2 separate regions of the Sus scrofa genome follow, and region 2 is linked to region 1. A link is a contact called in public Hi-C data. All regions are on one chromosome and are shown on one strand. Each heading gives the region's core, a stretch centred on a gene start, on an enhancer-like site or on the middle of the called end of the contact. The rest is flanking DNA. Distances are from core to core; before and after follow the strand shown. Region 1 overlaps LOC100514211 (a long non-coding RNA gene). Region 2 has its middle 27 kb from the start of PC.

Evidence for each region. A called contact is a pair of places that touch in the nucleus more often than the background predicts.
Region 2: a Hi-C map of liver shows a contact between it and region 1, with 3 times the contacts expected there. The contact joins two enhancer-like sites. A contact is called at or near these places in 1 of 5 promoter capture datasets (liver) and 9 of 47 Hi-C or Micro-C datasets (brain, embryonic fibroblasts, liver and 2 more).

What each region holds. Positions count from the first base shown.
Region 1 is chr2:5,484,524-5,489,620 of Sscrofa11.1, reverse strand. LOC100514211 (a long non-coding RNA gene) reads right to left here. Exons shown (of 4, transcript XR_001303139.2): 2 at 3,972-4,009; 3 at 2,965-3,230; 4 at 982-2,414. Among named protein-coding and RNA genes, the nearest start is that of C2H11orf86, 18 kb to the right of the region's middle. Within about 2 kb of position 2,265, at least 33 of the 83 cell types and tissues checked have an H3K27ac peak or open chromatin away from gene starts, as enhancers often do. A contact at or near this core is called in liver, where this site is marked.
Region 2 is chr2:5,536,984-5,541,662 of Sscrofa11.1, reverse strand. It overlaps the pseudogene LOC110259301. Among named protein-coding and RNA genes, the nearest start is that of PC, 27 kb to the left of the region's middle. Within about 2 kb of position 3,297, at least 23 of the 83 cell types and tissues checked have an H3K27ac peak or open chromatin away from gene starts, as enhancers often do. A contact at or near this core is called in liver, where this site is marked.

The sequences.
Region 1 (5,097 bases), core at 1,016-3,515:
TTTGCAACCTACACCACAGCTCACGGCAACACTGGATCCTTAACCCACTGAGCAAGGCCAGGAATCGAACCCGCAACCTCATGGTTCCTAGTCTAATTCATTAACCACTGAGCCACAAAGGGAACTCCATCTTGAATGTGTTTTAATGTTCAAGGGAATTTGGTCTGTTCAGAGTAATGAGTTAGTAAATGAATAATTGGTTTAAGCTCGGATTTTTTTGAAAAAACTTTTTTGGCCATGGGTATGGCATGTGGAAGTTCTGAGGCCAGGATCAAACCCACACCACAGCAGTGACCTGAGCCACTGCAGTGACAATGCGGGATCCTTAACCTGCTAAACCACAAGCAAACTCTTAAGCTTGGGATTTTTAAGTTGGAATTTGACTAAGTTTAAAATCAGTATTTCAGGGAGTTCCTGTTGAGGCGCAGCAGAGGTGAATCAGACTAGTGTCCTTGAGGATGCGGGTTTGATCCCTGGCCTCACAGTGGGTTAAAGATCCGGCATTGCTGTGACCTGTGGTGTAGGTTGCAGACATGGCTCGGATCCCCACATTGCTGTGGCTGTGGTGTAGGCTGGCAGCTGTAGCTCTGATTCGACCCCTAGCCTGGGAACTTCAATATGCTGCAGGTATAGCCCTTAAAAAATGCAAAAAAAATCAGTATTTCAGATGACCAATAAGCATATGAAAAGATGCTCAACATCATTGGTCACCAGGGAAATTCAAATTGAAACCACCATGAGATACTACTACACACCTTTTAGAACAGCTAAAATGAAAGACTGGTCATATCCAGTGTGGGTGAGAATGTGGAGAAACCAGAACTCTTATCCGTTGCTGGTGGGCGGGAATGTAAAATGGTGCAGCCACTTTGGAAGACGGCTGGGCAGTTTAAGTCAAACACACACCTACCACACGATCCAGCCGCTCCGCTCTTACACCTTTGCCCAAGAGAAAAGGAAATACATGCCCATACAAAGACCTGTACACAGAGGCTCAGAGCACCTTTATTTAGAATCGCCAAAAACTGGAAACAACGAAAATGACCAACAAAAGGTGAGTGGAGAAACAACTTGTGGAATTTCCGCTAATGGAATATTACTCAGCAATGAAAGGAACTATTGGTACACACAATATGGACAAATTCCAAAATAATTATGCCGAGTAAATGAAGCCAGACCAAAAAGGAATGCACACTACATGATTCCGCTTCTGGAAAATTCCAGAAATTGCAACCTAATCTATAGTAACAGAAAACAGTTCAGGGTTGCATGTGGGTGAGGGAGGCAAAGAGGAATTGCCAAGGGGCATGAGGGAGGGAGGGATTGCCCAGGGGCGTGGGGATGCTTTGGGATAATCACTGTCCTAATTGCAGTTATGATTTCACAAGTATATGCATATGTCAAAACATAAAGCATACACTTAAAATATGTGCAGTTTATTCTGTCAAAAATACCTCAATAAAGCTGCGTCAATAATAAAACATAAAACAACACAGGAATGCTTAAGAAAAACTGAGTCCATTTAAATTATTAGATTTACAGGAATACTGAAGTATTAAAGATTTTGTTAATCAGACACTTGCAAGTATTAATTAAAGGAAGTTGAACGTCATTCATAAACTCGATCTGGAATTTTCCAATGAGTTAATCTTGCAAATGGATCAGTATTAACCAAAGGGCCCCTTAAAGTGATTGTTAAAATTTTCTAGAATCAAAAAGAGAAAAAAAAAAAAAAAGAACAGAAAAGATTTGTAGGCTATACTTAAAAGCTAAATGGAAAAGTCTAGCCCTTAAAGAGTGAGTTTTTTTTTGAGTTTGTAACTTGAACAAATTGAAAATCATTTTTTTCAACCAAAGTATCTTCTGAATAATCTTTGCATTACACAAGAAACCACAAGGGGGGGTGTGTGGGAGTGAGATATCATCAAAAATCTCACCCAGACTTGCCACTCGCCAGTCACCCAAAATTCTCCAAGTCACTTAGTCTCTCCAAACCTCAGTTTCTTCATTCATGAGAAGAATATTTTCCAGAATAAGTAATCCACTTAGTATTTAATATTAATCAATGATATACTGATAAACGGCACAGCAGTCAAAGCACTCGGGAGAGGCACACAGCAGTGGGTAAACAGAAAGGATCAGCAGCAGGATATCACGGCTGCTGTGGAAGCTGCAGCCTTTCCCAGACCCAGGGCTGACCAGTGACAGACACGCGAAAGGTGACATACGGATCCTCAGACACTAAGCATGACTCAGCACAGCCACATCATGGAATTTTCCCGAGGCCTCAGGCGGGGACGGATGTCGGTCAGGAGAGGAGCTGCCACATGTGGAGTCTGGCCCCATTCCACATACAGCTGGTGGAAACGTACGCGAGCGGCCTTGGCATCCCAGCCCCCTCCTGCTTCTCTGGCCTGCAGGCAGATCAGGAAAAAGAGGTGAGGGGCGGGGGCCGTGGGGTTGAGCTGACCCAGAGGCTTCATCCACCTCCCTCCAGGGTCACCAAGGAGACAGAAGGAGGACAGGGGAGGGCAGGGACCTTCAATGGCAGAGTCTTAGTGACCGTAACTAAGCAAAGCTCCAGGGACTGAGTGGGACTTCAGGACTGAGGAACCAAACATGCTTTAACTAATTAGACGACCTCGGAGAAGGGGGCCCTTCCTGGCAACTAAATTTCCCTTCCTAGTGATGGATTTGGGGAAGACATGCAATAAAAGATGATGCTCTGAGGAAAAGGGGGAGGATCAGAATCTTGGATGCTGCTAATTGGCCTTCCCTGGGCCCCCATTTCTCAGCTCCACAAGAGAGTTGCTTTGGGGAGCCTCCCGCCAGTGGCCCCCTCTCCTCCTCACAGGGATGCCAGGAAAAGGAGCAATGCTCAGCTCTATCAGCCCGGACAGGAGGTGGAAACTTTGCGGAGGGTGGGGTCTGTCAAAGGTCCGGAGCTGTCTCCACCGTCCCCACCTGCCGTACACTCGGCCCGCCTTTCCCAGCAGACTCACTCCCAGAGTGGAAGACGGCCACTGCTGGCCCAAGACCTGGGACAAGCAAGGGCGATGGAACATCTCGGAGAGGAAAACGGCTTCTGGCTCCGGAGGGGTCACCCGAGAAAAATCCCCAAACAAAGGAGTCCTCATGCTGAGCACTGGACCTGAGCTCTGGGCAGTTGTCCCCGAGCCACACAGTTCCCAGGGCACCTGGCTGTGAACCGGGGGTAGCAGCTGGCCTGCCTGTGGTGGAGGGAAGAGCGGATCAGTGTCTGAAATGCAGGCGGGACACGAGACAGAGCCAGCATCATGTCCAGCTGGGACGCTCTCCCCAGCCAGCCGCCAGAGACAGACGGGACCTTCGGGTGGACACCGGTCACGAGCGCCTCGCTTGGCATTCAGGCTGAGATGCCCTGGGCTCAGCGCGATCAGCAGAGTTTCCTGTGCGAGGGGAGACCTTAGCACAGGAGGTTTACAGGGCAGCAGTGGCACACAGAACAAGCTATGTCGGGGAAGGAGGGACAAGTCAGCCTTCAGCCCTTCGTCACCGTGACTCCCAAGGCTGAGCGTCACTGTCTGGCACGCGGGTCAAGTGCTCTCCCAGCCAGTGGACAGAGCCACTTCCTGAGCCCAGCGGCCTGCTCTCCACACTGACTCAAGGGGTCTTCTCAGAGGCCGCCCTGCCCTGCAGATGCTTCTTGCGGACCTGGGGGGGGGCCCCAGCCCTCACCCCCTATAGGCGAGGCCCTTCCAGAAGTAGGGCCTCCTGCTGAGGCTGGCCAACTGCTTTCCCGTGAAAACCCAGACAAGCAAGAGAGTTGGGAACAGACAAAGACGGCTTATATTTTCCAGAAATCAGAGCTTGGCCCTTTTTTATTTATTGTGCTCCGGAACTGACGAGCCAGGCTGCTAAGCTCTACAGCAGATGCTCCTGAAGGCGACCCACATGCATCCCACTGACCTGGATCCAGGCCCAGGACTTACCCTCAGCGTTCTGTCAGCTCTCGGAAGGCAGGTGCTACCTAAATAGAGAGAGGAAAAGCATTACCCTTGTTTCTCTCCACGCATTCCCCAGAGAACCCAGGTGGGGCCGGCACAGACCAAGAACCCAGAGAGGAACTGCTGCTTTGCTGCCCCTCATCTGGGGGCGGGGGACCAGGCCAGCGCCACGCCGAGGGCACCCCAGCTCTGTCGTCCAGCTGCCTGGGCTCCATGCTTGCTGCTCTGCCCTCCCCCGCCCCCCCATCCCAGAACCACTCAAAACTTGTTTCAACTGTGACAAGGGTATGACAAGACCCGCCATGTGGACGGTCCCCAAGGAGGTAACCCACTCAAGGCACAGGTGCGTCTGGAATGCCTGGTACGGAGGATGCGCGCAGACATCAGCCAACGTGCTTAGTGGGGAGCATTTAAGGAAAACCTTTTTCTGCCACCAGCTACACAAGAACAAGAAGTTCTAGAAACTGTTCTTGCTTTAACTGAGGGGCTTTGTCTTCCTGCCAGCCTCCAGCCAGCCCCAGGCCCATTTTCTCTGCAGAGCTGTTCCCAATCCTCCAGGAGCCACCTCCCCTCTGATTCTCTGCTCCTGGTTCCTGTCTTGCTCTAATTTGTCCTGACACAAATTAAGCTGGTGTATCTATTTCCTCAGATCCTCTCCTACAGAGACCCCACCACACGCACACGCACACACGCACACCCCGTGTCTGGACCCACCGGAGCCCAGTTGGTGGTGTGGGACCACTTAGCATTTACAGCCTGTTTGTTTTTGAAAGGCCACACCTGTCCGTCAGCTCAAGCCACTGGTCAATGAAGAGCAAAATAAGAGATACAGGCCAGCAAACCACCCAATGAACTAAGTCTCTGTTCTGAGAAAACCAGTTGCCTTGGTACATTATGTCAAGGATGCAAATGAATGTTTGAGGCATTCAGTTCAGAACATGTTCCCGAGCGCGCCCTGCATAAAGCACCTCGCCAGAAGGCACAGGCCCTGCTCCCCAAGTTCCAGAAAGCAAGGTGCTGGGGGCTAGTTAATAGAGGTTAGGGAGCCAGGCGGGAACCCTGCGGCTGCCAGCTTGCAGCCACAGCCCCTTTCCTAGCTGCGTGGCTCCGA
Region 2 (4,679 bases), core at 2,048-4,547, 51 kb before region 1:
GTGGGCTTCCTCTTCACAGTCACAGGCTTCTGGCTGCGCGGGGTGGCACTGGCGCCGCAGATGCTGGGCATGCGCACATCCGGACGGCACCTGTTCTTTCGGATCATGTGCCAGATGCTGCCAAGAGTGGCTTGGGCGTCCTCGTTGACGGTGGTCGGCACGTAGGCAGTGGCCGCTTTCGCTGCCTGGATCTCCACTTCATCACCACCACGACCCCTTTTGCCGTCCGCCACCGGCTCCACGCCCGCAGTCTTGTGGTGAATCAGCCCGCTGCAGCGGAAGGAGTTGCGAGTCTTCAGGTTATGGGGTTCGGTGCTTGTACGTCTGCTTGTTTCCTCTTGATTAGGAAGCTGGAGCACCTGCTGTGTAGCCCCGGGAACTATGTCTAGTCACTTATGATGAGCATGATAATGTGAGAAAATAGAATGTGTACATGTAGGTGTACCTGGGTCACCATGCTGTACAGTAGAAAAAAAAGGTATTGGGGAAATAGCAATTATTACAATAAGATTACTTGATAAGGAAAACATTTTTAAAAACGTAAAAAAAGAAGTTGATACGGTCCCTTGTTCTTTGAGAAATAAAATATACACTTAACAATTCTGGAGGAAAAAAAAAAAAAGGAAGCTGGCACAGCTCTGCACCACCATCCATGATGCCAGCTCCTCCCGCTGCGGCAGCTGGAGGCAAAAAGAGCTTCTCCCATTCTTTGAGTTGCCTTTTACTTTCTTGATTGTGTCCTTTGCTAAAGTTTTTAATGTCAATGAAGATCCAATTATCTATTTATAAAATGTTATTGTGTTTTGGCGGTCATATCTGAGAAACCACTGCCTAACCCAAAATCAAAGATTTATGACTATGTTTTCTTCTGAAAGTTTTACCATTTTAGCTCTTATGCTTATGTCTTTGATCCATTTTGAATTTTTTATGTTGTATGAGGTTGGGGTCCAACTTCATTTTTTTGCAAGTGGATATCCAGGTGTTTCAGCACAATTTGTGGAAAAGACTCTTCTTTCCCCATTATCTTGACACCCTTATTAGAAATCAACAGACCAGAAATGTGAGTGTTTATTTCTGGGCCCTCAATTCCCTTGCATTGATCTGCATGTCTGTCCCTATGCCAGCACCACACTGTCCTGATTACTGCAGATTTGTAGTAAGTGTTGAAATTAGAAAACATGAGTCCTCTGAGGTTTGTTTGTTTTTTTTTTTTTTTTTTTGTCTTTTTGCCATTTCTTGGGCCGCTCCCTCGGCATATGGAGGTTCCCAGGCCAGGGGTCGAATCGGAGCCGTAGCCACCAGCCTACGCCAGAGCCACAGCAACGCGGGATCCGAGCCGCGTCTGCGACCTACACCACAGCTCATGGCAACGCCGGATCTTTAACCCACTGAGCAAGGGCAGGGATCGAACCCTCAACCTCATGGTTCCTAGTCGGATTCGTTAACCACTGCGCCACCACGGGAACTCCCGTGTGTGTGTGTGTGTGTGTGTGTGTGTGTTCTTTTTCAAGATTCTTTTGGCTGTCTTGTTCCCTTGAATTTCCATGGGGAATTTTAGGACCATCTTGTCATCGGCAATTAAAGGCAGCTGAAATTGTGAAGGATACTGTACTGCATTGTATCTGTAGATCAAGATCAGGAGTGCTGCTATCTGAACAATATTAACTCTTCTCATCCATGAACACAGAGAGTCCATTTATTTATTTAGGTTTTCTTTCATTTTTTTTCTTTTCTTTCTTTTTTCTTTTTTGTCTTTTTAGGGCCATACCCGAGGCACATGGAGGTTCCCAGGCTAGGAGCAGTAGCAGCTGGCCTATGCCACAGTCACAGCAAAGTAAGATCCGAGCTGTGTCTATGACCTACACCACAGCTCACGGCAACGCCGAATCCCTAACCCACTAAGCAAGGCCAGGGATCGAACCTGCATCCTCATAGATGCTAGTCAGATTCGTTTCCTCTGAGCCGCGACGGGAACTCCTCTTTCATTTTTTTCAACAATTTTTTTTAATTTTTTATTATAGTTGATTTACAACGTTCTGTCAATTCCTACTGTACAGCAAACTGACCCAGTTATACATATATATGCATTCTTTTTCTCATATTATCTTCTATGAGATGTCATAGATTTTGTCACAGCGATTGGATATAGTTCCCCGTGCTATACAGCAGAACCTCACTGCGTATCTATGTAATAGTTTGAACAATGTTTTATATTCTTGTAAGTTTTATACTTCTTTTGTTAAATTTATTCCTAGGCATAGTATTCTTTTTGATGATATTGTACATTTCCAGATTGTTCACTGCTACTTGTATACAGTTGATTTTTTTTTTTTTTTTGCTTTTTAGGGCCACACCTGCAGCATATGAAGATTCCCAGTCTAGAGGTCTCATCAGAGCTACAGGCTCAGGCCTACACCACAGCCACAGCAACCCGGGATCCGAGCCATGTCTGCGACCTACACCACAGCTCACAGCAACGCCGGATCATCGACCACTGAGGGAGGCCAGGGATCAAACCCACAACCTCATGATTCCTAGTTGGATTCATTTCTGCTGCACTACGATGGGAACTCCTCCTTTATTAGTTTTAATAGATTTTTAGTGAATTCCTTAGATTTTCCTATACAAGATCACGTCAGCAGCAAATAAAGATACTTTTATTTCTTCCTCTCCAATCTGTATGCCTTTCATTATCTTTCCTAATTGCCCTTGATGATAAATCTGAAGCTGGTGACTGACTCTTATTTGGACAGAGCCCTTTCCAAACAAGCAGCAGCTGTACGACCCTTAGCGACCAGGCTCGCACTCCTCTTGCCACGCCTGCCGAGTCCAAGAGTCCCCCAGATCCAGCCTTTCCTGGTTAGTTACTCTCCACGCACCCCCTTCTCTGCTCTGCACCGGGGAAGCTGAGGCCTGTGGATGCAGGCGCCTGGCTCCCTCACCAGCTGGGGTCCTGCAGGGTCAGCTGTTGGAGGCATGGGCAGGAGGAGAGAGAACGTGGGCTATAGGCTTCCCAGCTCTACCGGCTTAGGTGCCACAGTCCTGCCTTGGGACTGTCAACCCTTCCTGGAGCCTGGAGGAAACACCATTTCCTCTCCCGACCCCTTCAAGCCTGGATGTAATAATGACTTCCCTCCATTGCTCATCCCTGGGGCCCTCATCCTCCCCTGCTGGGAGCCTCGTTTGCCTTGGCTGATGAATTCAGCTCCTCAGAATCAAAGTGTGACGTCAGCCATTCCTGGCCAGCCTTTACTGCTATTCTGCCAAACGCCCAGCCCCCAAACATTCCTGTAAAGGCCGGCGCTATGGAACCTCACTGAGAAAACCTGGTTCTCTGGTGAACTGCTCACCAACGCTCAGAGTCCGTGAACCGAGGGGATGGACGGGAATTCAGTGACAAATGGCCTTGGTTCCTGGAAGGAGCAAAGTAAACAGCGACCCAGACAGGACATGACCTTGACTGTGGCTGTACTTGACTCCCCAGGAAGACGTGCCTCTGTGGCCCCCTGATCAGACCTTTCACCCTGCTCTGGAATTCGAGCACCAAAACTGGCCAGAGGCCTCCCAGCGACGGGGTCCTGGGCACCCGCTCCTGCTGGTTTCATCCCAGTGACCACAGGCACCTGGCAAAGTTCAGGAGCACAGATGCCTCTTGCCTGGGCTTGCCACCGAGTGCCACCCACTGCACAAAGGGCCTCACATTCTCTCATTTAACCACCAAAACCTTGCAAGGTGAGTAGTATGGCCCCAGCTCTGTGAGTAAGGAAACGGAAACTCAGGATAAGAAGCGTGGCCACGGTCTCAAAGCCCAAAGCACTCGTATTCCATTCTGCCCACCTTCCCAAGGGGCACCTCCGTGATGGCCCTGCTCCCCAGGAGCCCCTGTGGGCAGATCTCAGACCTGCCGTCCTATGTAGGTTCTCCCTGCTGCCTGCCAACCTCCAGCTGTGCCTCCCTGACCATCATGCCCGCCCCGGCCACCCCGGGGCATTCCATCACTGGGTGAGGGCCTCCTCCTGGGCCAGCCCGATCAGCGTCACATCCGCATCCTATCTCCTCACCAGCACAGCCTTCCCCCCCCGCCCCCCGGGCTAACTGTCTCATCCGTCCTGATGCCTGTGGAGGTGGGAGCCCAGCTTCACGCCCAGCAGAGTGGGGCAGAAACCTCCCTGGGGGTGAAGTTCCGCAGAGATGACCCGAGGCTCACAGACTGGCACTGGCCTTGTCCCCACAGGGCCGGCCCTGTGAGGGCAGAGCAGCGGGGTGGCCCCAGGAGCTCCAGCAGTGACAACCCAGTGACAACCGGACAACGCAGGCCCTTGGCCTGCTCAGCAGGCTCTCCTGTGCCCAGACCCGCCTTCCGCTCCCCCACAGCAGGGCGAGCTCACTGAACGTGATGCTTCCTCCTCAACGTGGAGGAGTGAGGAAGTGCTCCAGGAAGGCAGGGGCAGCCCGGCAGGGAACTGTAGACTTTTGGAAAAACAGGGTTTTAGGACCAAGGTAGTAAATCAGTGAGGAAAGCCTTGGACGACAGATTGCTGTTCCCATTTTCTCAGTCCCCCGGGAGGCCTGCTCAGCGCCACCCACCCTTCTCTGTGGGAAGAGGTCACGTCTTACAGAAACCACAAAAACAACACTCATGAATGATGGCTACACTTGTCTGTCAAGTGCCAGGCCTG